2 separate regions of the Muntiacus reevesi genome follow, and region 1 is linked to region 2. The links are chromatin contacts, called in public Hi-C maps. All regions are on one chromosome and are shown on one strand. The core of a region is the stretch at or near the end of the contact, and the rest is flanking DNA. Distances in the headings are between cores, read along the strand shown. Region 1 holds the start of ATP6V1C1 (ATPase H+ transporting V1 subunit C1). Region 2 holds the start of KLF10 (KLF transcription factor 10).

What was found. A called contact is a pair of places that touch in the nucleus more often than the background predicts.
Region 1: a contact with region 2 is called in a Hi-C map of muscle, with 8 times the contacts expected there. The contact joins the promoter of ATP6V1C1 here to the promoter of KLF10 in region 2. A contact is called at or near these places in 2 of 3 Hi-C or Micro-C datasets (blood and muscle).

Annotation. Positions count from the first base shown.
Region 1 is chr12:19,376,700-19,380,548 of mMunRee1.1, reverse strand. ATP6V1C1 (ATPase H+ transporting V1 subunit C1) reads right to left here and starts at 1,640. Exons shown (of 13, transcript XM_065902689.1): 1 at 1,516-1,640.
Region 2 is chr12:19,070,844-19,074,627 of mMunRee1.1, reverse strand. KLF10 (KLF transcription factor 10) reads left to right here and starts at 1,645. Exons shown (of 4, transcript XM_065903194.1): 1 at 1,645-2,003. The coding sequence starts at 1,965.

The DNA of each region.
Region 1 (3,849 bases), core at 391-2,890, 310 kb before region 2:
GAATCCGCCTAGCAATGCAGAAGACATGGGTTCGATCCCTGGCCAGAGAAGATCCGACATGCCTCAGGACAACTAAACCCCGACTACTGAGCCAGCGCGCTACAGACTCTGTGCTTCACAAAAAAGCACACAACTTGAGAAACCCGCACACCACAGCTAGAGACTCCCCCTCCGCACCCCTGGCCCGCGGCAACTAGAGAAAGACGGCTCACAGCAAGGAAGACCCAGCGCAATTAAAAACACAATAATTTTTTTTAAAAAACGTAATTCCTGTGACTGTTGTTCAATAAAAGGTATTCGGGAGTAGATGACAGTACCAAAGTATAAGTTTGGAAGAGCAAAACAGATCTTCACAAAAGTCTCCCCAGCCCCCAAATGATCCAACACCTCCTGTGTACTTCGGGGCTATTGGGGTGGGGGAAGGGGAGAGCTACAATGACACTCAGTGAGGGGTGCAAACACAATCTAATCTTTTCTCCCCTTTGGTCTTCTGTTTCTCAGGTGATTCAATTTGCCTGTGTGACTCCTCCAGTTTCTTTTCTGGGTTTCTTGCCTACTCTTCCCCCATTCTAATTAAAAAAAAAAAAAACCACAAAACGCTCTGAGTTCTCTGGAATCCCGTTCTTTCCCCTGTCACATGGACCCTGCGTCCTCGCTGAGGGTCTCCTAGACCCTCTAAATTACCATCACCTACTCGCAAGCACGTACGCCCAGGGGAAGCTGTACCGCTCGCTGTGACCTCACACACACCACCCCGGATCCTCATCTGGGCCACTCTGTTACCTTTCGTCCCCCTGAGCGAGGATTCACTGTGACCCTTACCCCAACCCAAGGAGAAACGCCTCAGACCCGCAGTGTTTATGTCTGCCTCTGCCACAGAACAGCCCCTAGGGCCCTTTCTCTTTTCCCCTCCTTCCCTTCCCCTTAGAGACAGAACCCAGGCCCACGGCGGCGACAAACTCGCGCCGAGAAACCAGACACGGCCGCCCAGCCGGCTGCTCCAACGCCACAGCCTCGGCCCCCGCGCCCGCCCCCATCCCTCCCAAGCGGCGACCGCAGCGCGAGCTTCAGCCCGGCCGGGGTTCCCGAGGCGGGGTAGCCATCGCTCACTGACCCAGGGAAGTGTCAAAAGAGGACGTGACGGCAGTAACAGGCAGAGAGGCGGACAGCCTGGCAGGCGTTAACGGCTCAGCGCTCCATCCCCTCCCCGACCTAAGCTCCGGCCTCACGGCTTCCTCGACCCCGGCGCCTACGGAGCAAGTCACGTGCCAGCCAGGACGGTCAGCTGACCGCGGCGCGCGCCGCCACGCCTACGTGCGCCGCTCCCTACGCGCGCGCCACTGCGCAGCCGCCACGGCCGAGCCCTCGGAAGAGGAGCCGGGGAGGGAGGCTGCCCGGGAGCGGCAGTCTGAGCGGGCCGAGCTCTTCCGGGGTGGGTGGGGTTTCTGCTTCTGGAGTTCCGCCCGAGTCCCGTCGGCCACCCGTGCATTTCATCGCTGCCATCCTTAAGGTTACCCCGGTTTTGTTCAAGTTTCTGCGGCTCGGACTTTGCCTCCAGGCTTCTCCACTCAGGATTTTCTTCGGACAGCCCGGTTTTTCTGAGTAATATCCTTAAGAGTTCCCTTCAGCCTCTGATTCACCTTTTCCTTTCAGTCCACTTCGAGTTAATTCCATAAATGTCTTTAGAGCGTTTACTATGCACTCGTCATTGTGCTCATTTTCTTAGGATTGTCTACCGGCGTGAATCACTCCTTGCAGGGGAGAGTTTATAATCTAGTTCGGGCGTCTTTGAGGCATGTGATAAACATCGGATAGTTGGAACCACAGTAGATAAAAATGAAAACCAAACAAGGTTACAGGGCAGAGGCAGGGACAGGAGAAATCATATCCTTTGGGAGAAGAAAAGATAGCCAGCCGCTCTCCTGAGCCATGCATATTTCATTAGCTTGGGAAGGTAGGTGGTATTATTCTGGTTCAGAACATAGTTTAGAAACGTTAGAGAATTTTTTTTTAGACAACTTTTTAATTCAGTTTTTGATTTTGATTCCTATTGTGCGATTAGTTTCAAATACTTTCCCCACTTAGTTTCATTGAAACATTTATCTTCTTCCCTTGAAGAAATTATGAGGAGAAAACAAATCTTCTCTATGCATTAAAAATCAAAAACTCTTTTATTTTTTAATTCAGTACTTTTATATTAGGGAAGGTGAAGAGCTAGAGATCACAGAGCTGTTTGGCACAAGGGAATAGACATATCTGGTTTTCAATCCTGGCTCCGCTGCTGAGGAGCTGTGTGACCACAGGCCTGTGAATTTCAGCTTCTTCACCTGTAAACTGGAGGCAATAATATTTACATGATAGGGGTGGGCCTGTGTCCCTGCAGAAATTCACCACAGAATTTCTTAGAGCCTTAGTAATACATCTGAATAAAAAGTAATAACCAACCAACCAACCAACCTATCTTCAACCTAATGCTTCTCACTAATTTTGGATGCTCTTCAGGCAATTCCAACAACCGGTTCTGTAACACAGCTTTGGAAACTCCTCAGAAATTCCAAGGGCTTTATTTGGCATCATAACGTGTGCCCAAAGGCCATGTTTTGTTAGCTCTGTCTGTCCAATACAACTTTCTTTGGTGGTGAAAATGTTAATCTGTGCTTTCCATATTGTGTCCACTAGACTGAAGTGGCTCTTGAGCACTTGAGATGTGGCTATTGTGACTGAAAAACTGAGTTTTAAAATTTATTTCACTTTCATTAATTAAAATTTAAACACCCACTAGTGAGACTAGTGATAGCTGCTTTAGGCAGTGAAAATTAGGGTCTGCATTTGAAACCTTTTGGTTTTTGTGTGTGGCCCAGAGGCAGAATTCTTACGTCTGTTTCTTAATTTTTAAATTCAAGTGCATCTATTTCTGACGTCTGAACACTTTGCAGTGTTTTAAGCAACATGTTATACTTGAGAGGCAGTATAAAGCATTTTTCAATAAATGCTAGCTCCAATTATCATCAGACCTAGCATGTCTCATTTAAAAATCTAGCAAACATGTTTAAAATAAGCAGGGTATGCTTACTTTCTTTGGCTTCTGATAGTAAGGGAATGTGTTTTACAAAGATTGGGGATGCTTGCTTTTCCTTACTATGCATAGGAGCATCATAGGTATCTAAGTATGTATAGTAGGCATGACACACCTTTTCCTGCAATTCCACGTACCTAAAGCACCTCCTAAGCTTAAAGCACTGAAAAAAAAAAATGCATAGAGAAGATTTATTTTTTTCTCATAATTTTTTCAAGGGAAAAAGATAAATGTTTCAATGAAACTAAGTGGGGAAAGTATTTGTAATTAGTCACACAATAGGAATCAAAATAATTTTTCACAGGAGAGTGAAAAGCTGACTTAAAACTCAACATTCTGAAAACTAAGATCATGGCATCTGGTCCTATCACTTCATGGCAAATAGATGGGGAAACAATGGAAACAGTGACAATTTTCTTGGACTCCAAAATCACTGCAGATGGTGACTGCAGCCATGAAATTAAAAGACACTTGCTCCTAGGAAGAAAAGCTATGACCAACCTAGACAGCACATTAAAAAGCAGAGACATTACTTTGCCGACAGTGGTCCGTATAATCAAAGCTATGGTTTTTCCAGTAGTCATGTATGAATGTGAGAGTTGGACCATGAAGAAGGCTGAGCACCAAGGAACTGATGCTTTTGAACTGTGGTGTTGGAGAAGATTTTTGAGAGTTCCTTGGACTGCAGGGAGATCAAACCATCAATCCTAAAGAAAATCAATTCTGAATACTCATTGGAAGGACTGATGCTGAAGCTGAAGCTCCAATACTTT
Region 2 (3,784 bases), core at 396-2,895:
GCTGGCGCCCCTCCAGCAGATTCAGGAGAGGCAGTGACAGGCGGCCATTCAGTCCTCCTTCCCTCTCTCAGTGGGCGTCTCTAGCCCTGGTTGATCCTATTATTATTACTACTACTGTTGTTGGCTAGCCTGGGCCTGTTTCTAAAATATTTAATTCATTGATTTTCCTTTTTTTTTTTTTTTTCTTTCTGGCCATGCCCGGAGGCTTGTGAGATCTCAGTTCCCCAACCAGGGGTTGAACCCAGGCTATGGCAGTGAAAGCACCCAGTCCAAACCACTGCACCGCCAAGGGATTCCTTAGTTTATTCCTTTTCTATACTCATTTTGAGATTATTGGGAAAGAAAAGACACTTACATCATCAGCCTTTCAGTTACACAGAGAAGTGAGGCAGCTGGAGGGAAGGGCAGTGATTTCTGCCCCCTGTTAGCCAGTCCCAAGGAGTGGCTTTAAGTTTGCTTTAAGCTGCGCTATCACCTCCTCTCCAACAATAGCTGTGTACAGGGGGCCAAACGGCTAAAAGGGAGCCGAAAAGGAGCCAGAGCAGAACCATAGGCTTGCAATCCGGAGGCCCCGGACTGCCTCCGACCTGGTTCGGGACGGGGATTGCGGAGGTGTGGCTGGGGCTTTCGCGGGACCGACAGCAGGGGGTTTCGTGACTTCGATTGGGGAGTATTCCCACCGCAACTCACTCCCAGGCGTGCCCTGTCTGGCGCCTCGTGACCCTAGAAGACCCCGCCCCTCCCCACCCCCACAAGCAGTTTCCCAGCAGGGCGTTTCCGGAGGCCGTGGCCCAGGGTAGGTGTGGGGGTAGGGTCTACCTTTGAAACAGCTTGTAGACTGTGATTTAAACTTTACACCGAGCTCAAAACTCGGTTCTGCAACAGTCGGCTCCAGAGAAAGATTAAAAAAAAAAAAAACTCCGTCCTATGGCTCCCCATCACCCCCACTGGTCTAGTTTTCGGGGCTTCCTGCAGTCCCCACACCATTCTCTCCACAGCCCTGGAGGAAGGATGGGCGGGGCGGACGGAGGCGGGCAACGCCGCCGGCAGTGCAGATGGAGAGGGCGAGCCAGCGCCTGCGGCCCGGGCGTGGGCGGGGGGCCGCAGGAGCAGGTGTCCGCTCAGTGACAGGATTCCCTTCCCCTGGCCTCCCTTCCCTGGTGCTACCCACGGTTCAGCGAGGCAAAAACCCAGCAAATGCTCCAGAAATGCAACTCGGTCGGTCACCAGGCTCTCCTTTCTCGCCAGACGCGCAAGAGGACGGGGCGCTTCCAAATGCAAATCTCTTGGCTCTGGACCCTTGGCTTGCAGCCGCCGCCTCCCCCGCATGGCCACCCGGCGTCCCGCCCACCCCGCGGCGGCGAAGCCCGAGATGGGACCTCGCCCGCGGATGGGGAATGGGCGGAGCGGGCATCCCTCCCCATCTCCCACGTGGGCCCGGCTCTCCGCAGAGAGCCTGGGCGCGCCGCGGCGGCCGCGCCTCCGGGCTGGGCCCCAGTTCCTGGCGCCGCCCCCACCCCCGGGCCAGGGAAGGGGACTGCAGGCCGGGGAGGGGGTGTGGGGGTGGGTGAGGGGTGCGGGCCCTGTCCACAGAGTCAGGTGGTGGCGGGAGTTCCCTCGGGCTGGGCCCGGGGAAACGCGCTGCCGGGGGGATTGTGTACACGCTCCACTGACACAAGCTTCACGCTGCCGGGCAGCCGCTGATCACGCGTGGCCCCGCGAGCCCATTGGCCGGCGCCTCACACACCTTTGTCGCTGATTGGCCGACCTCAGGCTCCGCCCCCACCCCCGCCCGCCGCTCGGGGCAGGCGGAGCGGCTACCTGAATGGGGAGGGGGGCAGACGGCGCGGAGCGCGGCGGCGGCGGGAGCGGCGTCGAGTGTCTCTGGGCGCCCGTCTGTGGCCAGGCAGCCAAGGACAGCCTTGCAGCCAGTCAGCTTGTCGCCGGCGGCCGGGTACCCAACCATGCTCAACTTCGGCGGCGCTTCTCTCCAGCAGGCTACGGTAAGTCACCTGGGGATGCCCCAAGCCCTTCTCTTGCCTCGCTGCGTCCGGGGAGACCCCCGAGCCCCTGACATCAGCCTCGCCTGACGACGGAGGTTGCAGGGGAGTCGTGGAAGAGGAAGAGGGGCTTCCCGCCTGCAGACTGGGCATTGGTGAGGGCGTGTGTGTAGCGGAGGGGGTGGTCTGGAGAAGCAGGCTGGGAGCTAGAGGCGAAGTGAGAGAGTCTCGCTCGAGGTGTAAGGAGGGAAGGGGGCAGCTCCGCTGGGAGGCTGGAAGCAGGTGAGGGGGGGAGATGGCCGGAGGGCCGGGAAGAGTGAGGAGACGGGGTCTGGCTGCCCAGTCAGCGAGAATAGGAGGCGTGGAAGTACAGGAGGGGGGGACGAGGGGGCTACCCTGCACCTGGCGCCGGGGGGAAGAGATGCCTCCGTCTGGGTAAGGAATGCGCCCCAGGCTGGGAGGGGGCTGCTCTCGAGCATGTGAGGGGTGGGGAACCCACCGGAGAGGAGAGGGGGACTCCCCATCTCGGGGGGTCTTGAACTGAGGCTTGCAGGACTGGGGCTATCCAGCAGACAGCGGGGGGTGGTGGGCTGTGGGGAGGGGCACCCGGCGTGGATGCAAGGGGATAGCACGGGGGTTGGGGAGTTTACCCCACCTCAGACGTCTGGAGGGGACTCCCTTATCTCCGGAACAAGCAGGCAGGTGGCCTCCTCCGGAGGACGCCTTGGCGGGGGAGGGGGCTGGGAGCCGCCTAGGCGGCAGTAGATGGAAGGGGAGGGAAGCGGGACCCTAGCATCGGGGTGGGGAAGGTGGGCGGGGGGGGAGCCGGGGCTGCGAGACGCGGGGGCCGCGCGCCGAGGCGGGAGCCGCCGGCCGTGGGGCCGCGCGCCTGGAGCCGGGCCTGTTGGGGGCTGCACGTCTGGGAACTCGTGGAGATGCTGGGCTCGGCGCGGGGGTGGTGGGGGGCCGGAGCTGCCGGAAACCGCGGGGACGCGGGGGCGCCGCGTCTTCGGGGCGAGTCGGGGTGGTCTGAGATCCCGCGGGCGGCGTGGGCGGGAAGCGCCGAGGGCTCGGCCGGGTCCCCGGGGGCTGCGGCCGGAGGAGGGCGGGGGCCGGGTTTCCGCGGGGACCTGTCTCCTCCTCCAGCAGCTGAGGCGGAGGCTGGGGGGTGGGCCGGGAACGGATGCGCCCTGGGAGCTTCTCGTCCCCGAGTGACCCAGCCCGGGCCTCCGCCAGGGCGGGAGCGAGGCCCGGCCCCGCTGTCGGTTCCTAAGGGAACGGCGGGGAGCTGGAAGGGGCGGGCGCGCCGGGAGCCGGGCGCCTGCGGCCCCGCCCCTCCCCGCAGGCCCGGGCGCGCACGGCCGGGCGGTTGGCGGCGGCGCCCGCGGCCCCTCCCCCGGGCCGTCGCGAGGGCGGGGGCCCCGCGGGCTCAGGAAGTAGGTGAAAGGTGACGGCGCGGCAATTCCCAGTTCACGTTTCCTGCGCCGCCCCGAGCAGCCGCTGATCACGCTTTGTTCACATGCCTCGCCCCCCCTCACTCCTCCTCCGCGCCCCCGCCCTCCGCCGCCCAGCCAATCCCAGCCCGGGCCGCCCGGCCGGCTGGCCAATGACGGGGGTAGGGACGCGGGGACGTGCGAGCGGGCGAGGAATGTTCCCAGTGACTCACCCGCGAGCCTCATTGAGGTTAGGGCGGCCCCATCCTCCCGTCCCCGCCAGCGAGGATCTCCCCCGCCGCCTGCCCCCGCCCCTTGTCTGCCTCCCCCCGCCCCCTCCGGCCCACGCCC